Regions from separate parts of the Danio rerio genome. Here region 2 is linked to region 1. The links are chromatin contacts, called in public Micro-C maps. All regions are on one chromosome and are shown on one strand. Each heading gives the region's core, a stretch centred on a gene start, on an enhancer-like site or on the middle of the called end of the contact. The rest is flanking DNA. Distances are from core to core; before and after follow the strand shown. Region 1 overlaps nt5c2b (5'-nucleotidase, cytosolic IIb). Region 2 holds the start of inab (internexin neuronal intermediate filament protein, alpha b).

Evidence for each region. A called contact is a pair of places that touch in the nucleus more often than the background predicts.
Region 2: a Micro-C map of caudal fin shows a contact between it and region 1, with 1.8 times the contacts expected there. The contact joins the promoter of inab here to the enhancer-like site in region 1. A contact is called at or near these places in 2 of 18 Hi-C or Micro-C datasets (caudal fin and hematopoietic stem cells) and 1 of 4 datasets of contacts at active chromatin or transcription factors (embryo).

What each region holds. Positions count from the first base shown.
Region 1 is chr1:35,377,492-35,380,363 of GRCz12tu, forward strand. nt5c2b (5'-nucleotidase, cytosolic IIb) reads right to left here. Exons shown (of 18, transcript NM_001079966.2): 18 at 2,600-2,872. The coding sequence ends at 2,749. All of the region lies in intron 1 of LOC141385860, which reads right to left. Among named protein-coding and RNA genes, the nearest start is that of nt5c2b, 49 kb to the right of the region's middle. Within about 2 kb of position 1,615, at least 4 of the 62 cell types and tissues checked have an H3K27ac peak or open chromatin away from gene starts, as enhancers often do. A contact at or near this core is called in caudal fin, where this site is marked.
Region 2 is chr1:35,434,285-35,436,984 of GRCz12tu, forward strand. It overlaps inab (internexin neuronal intermediate filament protein, alpha b), which reads left to right and starts at 1,278. Exons shown (of 3, transcript NM_131032.2): 1 at 1,278-2,332. The coding sequence starts at 1,301. All of the region lies in intron 1 of LOC141385860, which reads right to left.

The DNA of each region.
Region 1 (2,872 bases), core at 365-2,864:
AGGCTTTTAACAAGATGTTCTTAACTATTCTAAAAAACATAAAACCTTATGTTCAGGCATACTGTATGATGTCAGAAGGAAACACAACAGGAGACCAACGGTGACTTTATTATGGAAAATTAACTTTATTGTACATTGCAATGCAATTTCCCATTTGGATAAGTTTACAACTCTATAAATCAGAAAGTATCGTAATTCAGGGAGCAAAACCAAACTTTAGACACATGAAATCACAGGCCCTAAACAAACAACAAATGAAAAAATGGGATTAATAAATGTCATGGCTATTTTGCTCAAAAAAAAAAACAAAAAAAAAAAAAAAAAAACTGAAAGCTAAAAAAAAGTACATTACACTGAATAATGTTTAAATTGAAAAATAACTAAAAGAAGAAGAAGAAAAAACAAATTAGGAATAAGATAAAAAATAGAAAAGAGCAAATATTTAGTAGGTTATTGGCACAGTTAATAAACAACTATACTTTAAACTATGCCAGAATATACTATGAAAACACTAGTTCAAACAGAAACATACAGTATGCAAAGCTACCTTTGATTAAAGAAATGTGATCTAGAATAATAACTAACGGCATAAGTGGACGAATACTGTTTAAACTCTATGCCTTTGCTATTCTATTACTTTAAAATATAATCTAAGCCAGTTTCCCCTTGCATAGACAGCTAAAAAAAAGATAACTGCCTACACCAGTGCAAATTAGCCCAGGACTAGTTTTATTCCATGTCCAGGGAACTAGCCATATTATTTATTTATCTATCTATATCTACATACATCTATGTATACTTTAGATGTGTATATATATATATATATATATATATATATATATATATATATATATATATATATATATATATATATATATATATACACACACACACACACCCACAATGTTGAGTTTGTATACAAAGCCAATGGAAACAGAGGGGGAAAAAAAAAAAGAGATGGACGATAAAAATTTGGACATAAACACTCCCTATACCACAGTCTCTAAAGACCTGGACCAAGAACAAGTATATTTTTAAAAGAACTGCCCCATTTTGGGATGTCCATTTGTATTGACATATATAAAATATGCAATGTATGTTTAAAAATATCTTGTTTAACAGCTTCCTTAGAAACAGACTTTTGAAAATCTAAAAAAAATAAACTATTTTGTGCCTCATAACAAACCTTCCTACTCGGTCTTCCCTTTAGAAAAACTGACAGTCAGACCCATGAAAAAAAAACACATTCTCTAAAAAAAACAAAATAATATACAGTTATAATATGCATACAGGTATCACATGTTGCATTACAGCTCAGGTAGCTTCATTTAGATCCTACGTCCTATTATCTTTGAGTAATGCATATGAAAGTCACACGATCATCCTAATCTACCTGTTTCATGCACTTGGAACGCTTCCCAAAGCCAAACAGTGTTCTCTATAAACCATTAACTACCGTAATTCTTAATAACAATGTTTATTTCTTAACAACCGACACTGAATAGTGTCTAATAGGACCCTTGAAGCTAAATCAATCAACATCTCCACACCGTTTTGGTCCACATGGGAGTAAACCATCAACAGAGTTCAACATGAGTCACTAAATTCCATAGAAACGATCACCAGAGCAACAGCACTCATTCTCAACCCATTCCTTTCACAATGCCCAGCTGCTACTCTACTTTTTCTCCCAATGACTGATGTGTGATAACAAACTCCTCACTTGTTTTTTTGTTTTTATTTTTTGCATATCAAGGTCACTTACAGTATATATGATGACTAGTTGAATAGTTTTTGCATCTGATATAAGTCAGGCAGATATATGGCACGTAATGACAAAACTAGAGCGTTCTGCTTAGCTTATTCAAGAGTATAAAAACAGTCAAAGTGAAATCATAGTGTTTATTTTTGTATTTTTGTTGCAATATTAGATGTGTATGTTTGTGATCAGACCATTTTTGTGCATGAGTGATCCCTAATATGACAAGCAACTACTGTAGCATTAGCGTTAGCTAAAATGTCTGTATTAAAAACAAGATGTTAACAGCAAACGGCTACATGTTGTTGCCAAGTAACTGGATTCTTGTGTTGGCTGCACTTCCTCACACACGTCTCAATGAACCGTGCTTTTTTTTCTTTCTGTGCTTCATTCAGATTCTCAACACGTGCTGGATTTCAACACAGACACTCTGCCAACATACACACACTTTTTTTTCCCTATTCCAAAGAAATTGGATTCTAAAAATGGATACAGCCTTTGCAGGAGGTAGTAACCAAGATAATCTGACTGGATGGACTGGCTTTTCAGAAGTTACTCTAAAACTAAAAAATATATAGTAAAATATTTCTCTAACATCCTTAAAAACATGTGTATCGCACTTTAACACCTATCAAGACTCTGATTTTTCGAGTCGTTGTATAAAAAAATAACGCAAGGTTTCACCAATATGCTGCATGTATGATCATACATGAATGTCTAATGTAAACTCGCAAGTTTTACCATCAGTTCACAGTAAAGTAAGTGTCCCTTCCACTGGATGAATATCACATGACAATATATAGTGAGCGATAAATGATTGCCATCCAATGTTTTTTTTTAAACAAACCTTTGTTCATTTCTTTAGTCATCTTTAACAGGAAACCGTCAGTTAGGGTGAACTGCACTTGTTTTCAGCTTCATACATCAACTCATCCATTTCCTCCTCCTTATCATCCAGCGTGTTTTACCCTTCAAATGGTCAAAACCGTCTACTCCTCCTCCTCTTCCTCTTCTTCTTCATCATCGTCTTCATCGTGGCAGTGTGTGATTTCCTGTGGTGGTTGAGCGAACAGATGCGGTGGTTTGATTTCGCTGATGGAGCGTGTGAGCTGG
Region 2 (2,700 bases), core at 28-2,527, 56 kb after region 1:
TTATATTACAAAAAAAATCTGCCCCAATAACACTAAACTAATAACATTCAACAAGGCAATACATGAACAGTTTGCCAAACTTCTCATTGTTTGTTACAATAGATTGATTGCTTCAGTTGTTAAATCGCTTTGGATAAAATCAGATGCTAAATGTTGTCTCTATGCTTTCAATCTGCCAACAGATGGCAGCCTTGGATAACTACTCGTAGACGAAAGACAACCTCTTTTGTGTCGCCCAAAGACTTGAAACTTTTTAGTAGGTTCCAGTTTAATCAATTATTATGTTTTTATATTCACAATATACAAAATATATTTATTGGTAAAAATCTAACTTTTTCAACAACGTTGAGACTGAAAAAGGTTAAGCCATAGTTTTATTAGTCTTGAATTTTTGTTTGGTGTGAAACAAACAAAAGTAAACCATTACTTCTATAAAAACTGAACATATAAGTAATAAATAACTGTACGGTTGTAAAATTGCTTTAAATAAAGTACACAAAGTTTGCTTCATGTTTTTAAAATATATTTACCTACAAGTCAAACAAATTTATTGCGTAAACTATTACTTTATATTTTTACAGAGAAAAAGACATTCCCAGAATCATGTGCAACGACCATTGCACCACTGATTAAAGTTGAACTAAATGATCTCGTCGTTGAATTAGGAATGAATGCAGCCAGGGGCCTAGGCAAAATTAGTTTTAATGCTAGCCCATTTTCTGACTGTTAATGCCCCCATGGCTCCTCAACATTACATAATGCATTATTATTATTATTATTATTATTATTATTATTATTATTATTATTATTATTATTGTTATTATTAATATTATTATTATATTTATATATATATAATATAATATAATATAATATCCTTATCTTTGGATTTATCACAATGTTACAATATTGTTGGGTGTGTTTTGGATAGATGTCATTTTTTAGAGATTAAGCAATATATAGGTATTCTTCAGATGTGCCATGAGTGTGATTAACGTAGGTATTTTGCTGACATCAGCACTGCGCCAAAATGGACAGTTCCATCCGCCCGCTGCTATCGAGTTTCCAGCCTGAAGGATTGTGTGAACATCCTCAATAGACAGAAATCATTATTTGCCCCTTTAAAGTTAAAATAACCCATAGATCAGCTTATTCGTCACATTTCTTTGGGCTCTGTCCACCTAAAACATCTGCAGTGAGGAAGGTTGATGCGAGGAGAAGCGTGGCTAAATTATTGATTGGGACGGTCCTGCTATAAAAGGAGACGCCGCCGGAGTTCTGCTCCTTATCGTCAAACGCCAAGATGAGCTACGGATCCGACATCTACTCTGCCTCTTCCTACCGGAAGATCTTCGGAGATTCCACCCGTTTCTCAGCCTCTCCATCCCGGCTGAGCAGCTCCCGGAGCGGGTTTAAATCCCAGTCTGTGAACCGCCCCAACATCCCAAGCTCCTACAAGCGCTCCACCCGATCTGGCTTCCCGTCTTCTTCTCTGGACAGCTTCGATTTCACCCAGAGTACCGTGCTTAACAATGAGTTTAAAATCATCCGCACCAATGAGAAGGAGCAGATGCAAGGGCTCAACGACCGTTTCGCGATGTTCATTGAGAAAGTTCGCAATCTGGAGCAGCACAATAAAGTGCTGGAAACCGAACTCGTGACTCTGCGCCAGCGCCAGACAGAACCGTCCCGTCTGGCCGAACTTTACCAGCAGGAGATCCGCGAGCTGCGCTCCCAACTCGAGGAACTCAACGCCGAGAAGAACCAGATGATGTTCGAGCGCGACAGTATCGAGGAAGACCTACAGAAACTTCACGAGAAGTTTGAGGAAGAGATGAGAATGCGCGAGGAGGCCGAGCAAACCCTGAGAGCTTTCAAGAAGGACGTGGACAACGCCTCCATGGTGCGTCTAGACCTGGAGAAAAAGGTCGAATCCCTTCTGGATGAAATCAACTTTTTAAGGAAGGTGCACGAGGAGGAGGTGGCCGAGCTCATGAACATGATCCAGGCTAGCCAGGTGTCCGTGGAGATGGAAGTGGCCAAACCCGACCTCACCTCCGCCCTAAAGGATATTCGCGGCCAGTATGAAGCAATGGCGAGCAAGAACTTGCAGTCGGCTGAAGAGTGGTACAAGTCCAAGTTCGCCGACCTTAGCGAACAGGCCAACAAGAGCAACGAGGTCATTCGCGCTAGCAGGGAGGAGCTCAACGAGTTCAGGAGGCAGCTGCAGTCCAAGACCATCGAGATCGAGAGTCTGAGGGGTACAAATGAATCTCTTGAAAGGCAGATTCATGAGATGGAGGACAGGCACAACGCCGAGATCATGGGCTACCAGGTTGGTTTTCCAGTTTTCATTTCGCACTTGTTCAACAGAGTTAAAGGATGATGTCATTTCAGTAAAGAATTTCTCTGTTTTATTTATTTCATTAAAAATTGTGAACATGTTTTCTTAAAACAATCATTTGATATAATTGTATCCCCAGTTATATCATTAGGTAATCACCGGTAGATACTTGCGCTCCAGTTATTCAGACAGCAGACAAAAGGTGTCTGTGAAATGGGCGTGACCGCACTGACTAAATGTTACTGCTTCTCTGTCCATGGTGCTAAAACTAAGCTACTTCAAACTAAATCTAAGTTTAAAAAAGAGACATTTATAATTAAACCATTAATTTTTTGCTGACATTTGTTAACTCTAAAACG